Regions from separate parts of the Dromaius novaehollandiae genome. Here region 2 is linked to region 1. Evidence: chromatin contacts called from public Hi-C data. All regions are on one chromosome and are shown on one strand. Each heading gives the region's core, a stretch centred on a gene start, on an enhancer-like site or on the middle of the called end of the contact. The rest is flanking DNA. Distances are from core to core; before and after follow the strand shown.

Region 1 (3,680 bases), core at 917-3,416:
AAGCCAGAACACGAGCTACCAAGGTAAGCGATTGAGGGAAGGCTTGAGCTCTGGTTCATATATGGGTAGCTCAATGTATCAGAGATCAATATCAATGTATGTGCTGTCATGGTGTGTAGTTAACCTTGGTGACATGTTGCTTCTAGTCACCTTAAGGTCACTTAAAACCCCAAGCATCTGCTCTGCAACCTTTTCAGTTTTTAAACAATTTGGTAACAGGCTGTGGGTGGACAGGGTCTCGAGTCCTCTGACTGTCCAGCTGTGCAACTGCAGCTGGAAAGGGGTCTGCAGGCCTGACATCATCATACAGCGCGACCAGGCATTACCCAAGCTGAACTGTAACACTCAGGGGCATTTAAGATGCATCATATTGCAGGTCCACTGAACCACCTGCCTGGGGATGCCAGAGGAACAGCAAGCTTTGATTTCCAAACACAGCTGGTAGCTCTTGCGCTTCACGTTTTTAGGTGATATGCAAAAATTTTGAGTTTTTTGTTTTTGTTTTTCCTGCTTTGTTTTGTGGCTGCTATGCTAGTTTCTTGTTAGCTGGCAGCTAACATGCATGAAGCCATGTATGGAAAAGTTTGGGGAATGCAAAAGAAAGCTCTACATAGAAGGTTCTTTTCTCTTTTGTTTTGTTTTGTTTTGTTTTGTTTTCTTTCTGTCTACAGGGTTTGAAGGCATCTCTGCATGTGGGTGTCTGTGTGTGTGTGGTTCCCAGTTTCTAAGTATCTAAGCAATCTGAAAAAACTCATAGTAAATCATTACTAAAACATTACTGGAGCCCCATCTCTTTCCCATGGCTGAATTCAGATGCCCTTACATAAGCTAAATGTGCCAGGAGTTCTCAAAGGGATATTTATTACGAGGAACTGTCTTACATGTCATATGAATGTGTGTTCTTCAGAAAGGCAATTTCCTATTAAATCCTCCTGAAGCTGTCTGAAGGATTACCAGCATTAAAAAGTGGTATAATCATGCTTGGGAGAATGTCCTGAAATCCAGTTAGTTTTTTAAGTATTATCTTTATTTTGAATTATTACTGATGTTTTTGATTTTGAAGCTTTTCTTCCATTTTCCTGCTAGTGTTTCCCATGTATTCCTGCATGATTTTGGATTGGTTGGGTGCCAGCAAAGTGAAGAGTAAAGAAAACAAAACCCCAAATGAAATGCTTCTGTGTTACTGATGTGAAGTATATCAGAGAGCATTAGCTTCAAAGCTGTTCAAAGGGAAACACTTTGGAGAATTTCTATTCCATTATGAAATTTAAAACATTGTATTTTCAGCCTGAAAAGGTCTGGAAAAAAAGAAAAAAGAAATTGTGAGAATTTTCCTAAGGAAAAATTATGTCTTTTCAGCTGCTCCACCTTCTCCTGAGATTTCAGTTCAATTCTGAATGAGGAAGCCTCCCCTACTGAATGCCTCCAGATTTCCTTGGAGGTTGCCCATGTCTGTATTAACCAACTCCAACTCTGCTAGCATTTGAGAGCTGCGAAAAAGACAGTTCTGTGGACACTACGAACTGGAAGTTCACATCTTGCAGTCATTTTCTTAACAGTCCGTTTTCTCACTCTAAGAACACTTGCAAATATTTTAGGAGCAAGGAGGCATTTGGCTATGCAGCCAGAAACACATGGCTGCATGGAGGCTGTGAGCCCTCAGGTAGCAGCTCATTCACCGCAGGGTTGTATGAACTGTGATTTAAATGAAAAAATATCAACCTGCTTTCCAGGCACTGCTGAGGCACAGACACATCCTCTCTCCCCCTTGGAATTCGAACACAAGCCAAACAAAGGTGAGAAAATATGGTCCCTCCCTGTGTGGCTCTTTTATAGAGGAAAAGAATAATTGCTGCCTAAATTCAGTTTTAACTGCGCTCCATCCCCAGGTCCCAGACTTTGCTATGTATCAGCCAACTGTAAAACCGCAAAGAACAGAATACAGGGAAAGAAGTTATTTTTGGCTTTTGAATTGCATAATCTTTTAGGTAAGACATTTAGCAGATGACGGAGTAACCAGGGAAAGCAATGAAATCCGCTGGGCAGCTCGTTACTGGTGTTGAGCTGAACGTGTGAAGAACCGGAGGGGAGCGGCGTTAATGGACTGTAGCGCATAGGAAGTGAGCAGCCTGAGTGATAAGGTCTGGATCTGGAGTTTGGCAATTCCCACAGGTTGCCTGAAAGATTTAGGGCCCAGCATTTCTGCATGATCTGTTAAAGAGTCTACTACAGAGGAAAGACTGCACGGTGAACAAAACCAGCTGTGTCTTTTGCTCTCGCCACAACGAATTCAATATTAAGGAGCCACGGGGGCTCCAGTTGGGTCCAGAACACCATATTTACTAATGTATACCACATGCAAGCCGTATCTAACCAGGTACCCTGCTCCTCAGGCAGCCCGCTGGTGGCTGTGGGGACACACCAGACCAGAAGGACTCTAGTATGCTCCCATAGTACGTAAAAGGTTGCAAAACAGTGCCAGTATGCCATAAAAACACTGAAAAATGTTACCCTTTAGATAATATAACTCACTGATGGAGCTCTTCTTCTTTATTTCCATCACAAGAGGGAGCGCATGATATGTGGCTTGCTGATGGCCAAAGAAACAAGGTGCTGCCAGGGAAATCTGTTTCCATCTCCAGCTCTCAGGGTTAGAAAGGCGGATGAGAGCCAACGCTCTGTCTCCTCCTCTGGCATGTGGGGATGAAAGGGGAAGGCAGAAAAAAAAGAGCAAAATGGCACAAGGTACCTGACTTTTGGATGCGCATCTGCTGATGTGGTTTTGAGTGTGTGCTGCAGTGGTTGCTTCCACTCACAGCTGTGGCCAACTCTGGTATGGCGAGGGTGATTTTCTCACCACTCCCCACCCGTGTTGGGCTGCCAGCACCTGCTAGAGCCTACGCAAACCCTGAGCTTTCCCATGTTTCATGCATGCGTGCCTGCTGCAATAACAGTGCTTGCTGCCTCAGAGGCTCTCCTGCCTCTGGGCTGCTTCCCTGCTGGCTTGCAAAATGTGGCGGGTTTGCAGGTGTTGCCGTGTTTGCCACCCACCTCCAGCGTGGCCCTGGCAGGCAGCTCCATATGGAAAATCCTTGAGCTTGGCTCAGGGAAATGCTCGGGAGTTGGTTCCCTGGCTCTGTAATGGGAAAAGCAGCACCTCCTCCTGCTAGACCCCATGCTGGTGGGTTGCTTGGGAGGCTCCACTTGTCCTTGATGGGGCCAGGACGGCACAGGAGACCCCATGGCACGGGACGGGCACCTGGGCCCTGAGAGGGGAGAAGGGAGGAAGGCGACACTCATATTCCCCTTCTTGCCTCTGTAAATCTAAGCCTGGCCAGGAAACAGCACCCTGACAGCTTTACTGTGAATGGTTTCTATTAGCAAAACCCCAAAAGTTAACTTATGTGGACTGAGCTGTGTGCGTGCCCTGTGTAATAGGTGGCTCCTGACCAGCACGCAAAATAGTGGCCACTCCAGGAAAAAAAACGCTCTAAGATGTGTTAATGCGGACTATCAGGAGCACAGGGGAGATAAATCATGGCAACACCCCCAAGAAGCAGTCCTGGACACCCAGAGATCCATAGCGCGGAAACCACTGCTGCGGGAAAGCGATACCAGGGAGAGTGGAGAATATCAAAATCCAGTGCTTAACAGCAGGCACTGACACACATGTGCAGCAT
Region 2 (3,685 bases), core at 657-3,156, 250 kb before region 1:
ATTATAATAGAAAGTTAATGCATTTCTTATAAAAGCTGGATGTAAATATGAAATTAAAATATGAACCAGTATGTACAGAAACACATATCCTAGCTGATCTAACAGCTGATACTAGATATTCTACAGCATCAGACCACACTTTTTACTACCCCACCCAGTGAACAGTATCGACAGAATTACGAAGGTCCTAGTGCTGTTACTGACCAACGTAGAACTCTGGGATGTTGAAGACTTTTCGTCTCTGTATCATATCCTTTCTTTCTATATAGAACTTAAGAGGGTTTGTTCTCCCTCTAGGAGGTATAAATTCAGGGCTCAAGAACCTGTAAGAAAATCAAGAATTTTTTTTAAGTATAAAAAGCATTTGCATAAAAACTACTAGAGAAGTGCAAGTATTTGGCTTACAAGTCAAAAATTATCTATGTTAACCGTCTGTACCTGTTACCATGTCAGAGTTATGAACTGCAGTTCATGCAGTTACTGATTTTTTATTATCCACAAGGGATTTTTCCAGACTTTTTTTTAAGCTAGCAATGAACGTTGACCTCAGAGGAGCTGAGAAAAGAAGTACTAACGCAAGCCTGCCTTACAAACCTGAGGGGGTTGTGGGGGAAGCACAAAGCAATGCATGTGGCAACACAGAGGCCCTGGTCAGTGCTGCTGCCTCCAGGCAGCTGCACAGACTGTAAACAACATGAGGGCTACTCTTGATCTTCATGCAAAGTTGCACAGGCTCAGGAGAGTAAAATATGTTACTTAAATGTAGTTCCCTATTCTGCCTAGCCACTGCTTCCCACACTGCATGTCTTAGGAGAGCCACAGAGACTCTTCACTTCTTAAAGTTATTTCCATTAACAGATCAGAAATGAATGCAAAAGGAAGGAGACAGTGGAAGATTTCACAGTTCTGATTTTTAATGTTCTTTCCATTTTTTGGCTGCTTACATGCTACATGATTTGCAGAAATACACAATACTGTATCATCAGTCTCCTTCCTGAGATAGCACTGCAGTTTTAACTAGTGTGTGCTCTAAAGCAACACAAACAAGTGAAAACAAAATCCTCAGGACGAGAGAAGTCTCAGAAAGGTTATTACTGGTAAATATTGCCTCCATTTCATACAGCAACAGGTGCACAGATGACCTCAGGGCCAGAGGCAAAGGCAGATACCGGACTGATGCCCCCAACAGCTTGTGGCATACTAGAAAGGCACATCTTTAATAGATGAAAACCTGAATATTAATACCAAACTTGCAAATATTTTTTCCTGTTTCGCTACTTTTGGGAACTGCAGGCCACAGTGTTTTGGGGTATTTTAAGCATGCGTCAACACAAATTGTTGCTGCTAGAACTCAGGAAATATTTTCATGCGGTAATGCCTCGGGGCATTCAGGAGGTGCTCACGCCACCAATGACCCAAGAGCAGAGCTGAACTTAATCGCCCGCTGTGATTCGCCCCGTGACATCCTACCTCCTCTCCACCGTCTGCTTCTGCTTGTCAATAATGACAGGCTTTGGAGGCGGCTTGAATTTCGCTGGCTCTCCATCGCTGCTACTTCGGTACCCCGAGAAAGAAAAACACCCTGCAAAGATAAAAAAGATAAAAAAACCTGAAAAACCTGTTTTCAGGCAGAACTGATCCCTTCCCCCCAAGAGGGGTGCAGGTCAAGACCTGCACCAGGGCCCTGCAAAGCAGAGCCGGGCCAGGGCAGGGGGTACGGGCCGGGCCGGGCCGGGCCGGGCTGTCCTTACTGCCGGGCGCCGCGGGCCGGGCGACGGCGACGGCGAGGCCCGCCAAGGCAGCCGCAGGCCGCTCCCACAGCCTCCCGCAGGCCGCTGCCATGGCGACTGCGGCCACTTCCGGCCTGGCGGCACAGGCGCGCCGGGCTCTACGGCGAGCGCAAGGGGCCAAAATACTCCCAAGGGCGGAGTGGGCGCTTGGGCGGGGAGGCGCTGGGCTTGGGGCCCGGCCGAGCTCCCGCCTCTTCCCAACGGGCTTCTCGACACCCAAACCACCGCATGGGGCAGCCCAGCGTGTGCCTGGGGACGGGGAGGGGAGCTTCATGCCTGCCTGGGTGCTGGGGCAGGCCGGGCTCAGTCACTGTGGTGCCCCGGCCTATGTGGGCCCCTTGCTCGCTCGCATCACCTGTCTGCCTGCCATGGGGATCATCCCCTGCTCCTCCATTGGGATTGATCCCTGCCCCTGCCCTGCCATGGGGATGGATCCCTGCCCCGCCATGGGGATCATCCCCTGCCCCGCCATGGGGATCGATCCCCTGCCCTGCCATGGGGATCGGCCTCTTCCCGCCCATGGGGATCATCCCCTGCTCTGCCATTGGGATTGATCCCTACTTCACCACAGGCATCATCCCCTGCCCCACCATGGGGATCAGCCCCTGCCCCATTGCAGGAATTGGCCCTGGTGGCTGTGGTGAGCGTGGGCGGCTGAGCCATGGTGTTGAGGAGACAGGCATCCCTCCAAGGGAGCAGAAAGCAAAGCGGCTCATGTCACCGCCGCAAGCAGATTTGGGGTGGGGGAGAGGGAAGCGAGAGGATGGGGACTGAGCACCCCAGCTCCAAGGCAAAGGTGGGGGAAAGGGAGCAGGTGCCATGGCCTGCGGGGCACCAGCGGACAGGGCCTCCCTGACCCTGCAGAGCGGCGCTGCGCCCCTGCCTCCGATCCCTCAGGCCCAGCGGTTCGGCACGGGTTGTCCTGCACCCGTCAGGCCCTCACCATGCCCGGCCTGGGCCAGAGCCTGCAAGCGGAGCCCCAAACCCTGCTGGCCCCCCAGGCCCTGGTAAGTGTGTGGAAACGCAGCACCTTGCGTGGGACCCATCTGCATCCGGCATGGCGGGGGCTAAAAAGCAAAGTGGGAGCCTCTAGTGTGACTTTGCTCTCATCGGTGGCAGTGAGAAGACAGCGTGGACGTACTCATACAAGCTCCTTGTGGAAACCAGGTGGGCTCTACCACAGTTCCTTAATTCTGGCCCTGCTGCCTGAACTAACTCTGCTGTTTCCAGAACTACACTGCTTGGAGAAGCAGGATGCTGCCTCCCGTGTGTTTTCCTGATATAAAGGAGCAGCTATTACATTTTCCTGGACCACTGTTAGCTGTAACCATAGTTTAAGTAACCTACAGCCCAAGCAATCACACCATGATTAGTTTAGAAATGATTGTATACATTGGTGTTACTGAGCTACTTTTAATGTCTGTTCCAGTCAGACTTCCTCAGGTGCCAGTCTGGATTCAAGTAGTGGCTACAGAGGCAAAAGAGAGGCTAGGTTTAAATGCAGAGAGGGCAGACTTATAAATAACATCCCGTTGTTTAAACTTTACAGGGATTTGCTTCAAAATATGTGTCACCTCATGAACTAATTGGATCAATCGTGTTGCCTGTGATGTTCCCTTTGGCCCTATTTGTTGGTGGCAGCTGACTTTGTAACCTGCCTAAGCCCTCACATTGACAAGAGTTATTTTCTAGTTTGTGATAAGCTGTTTGGATTCTTACCTCCTGGTTAGAAGAAGCTAAGGTGTGCATAAGACAAGTCATGGCATTTCTTGATGATCTGCTGGTCTAACACAAAAATGAGTCAGTAATCAGAGCAGGGATGTGACAAAAGGGGGCACTCTAACCCTTAAAATACAAAAAATTCTCCACCAACACTAAGTACGGCACCTGAAAAA

What was found. A called contact is a pair of places that touch in the nucleus more often than the background predicts.
Region 2: a Hi-C map of liver shows a contact between it and region 1, with 15 times the contacts expected there. The contact joins the promoter of MRPL19 here to the enhancer-like site in region 1. A contact is called at or near these places in 2 of 4 Hi-C or Micro-C datasets (brain and liver).

What each region holds. Positions count from the first base shown.
Region 1 is chr3:8,073,972-8,077,651 of bDroNov1.hap1, reverse strand. No RefSeq gene overlaps it. Among named protein-coding and RNA genes, the nearest start is that of EVA1A, 240 kb to the left of the region's middle. Within about 2 kb of position 2,166, at least 2 of the 2 cell types and tissues checked have open chromatin away from gene starts, as enhancers often do.
Region 2 is chr3:8,324,543-8,328,227 of bDroNov1.hap1, reverse strand. It overlaps MRPL19 (mitochondrial ribosomal protein L19), which reads right to left and starts at 1,906. Exons shown (of 6, transcript XM_026092327.2): 1 at 1,752-1,906; 2 at 1,471-1,582; 3 at 205-323. The coding sequence starts at 1,842.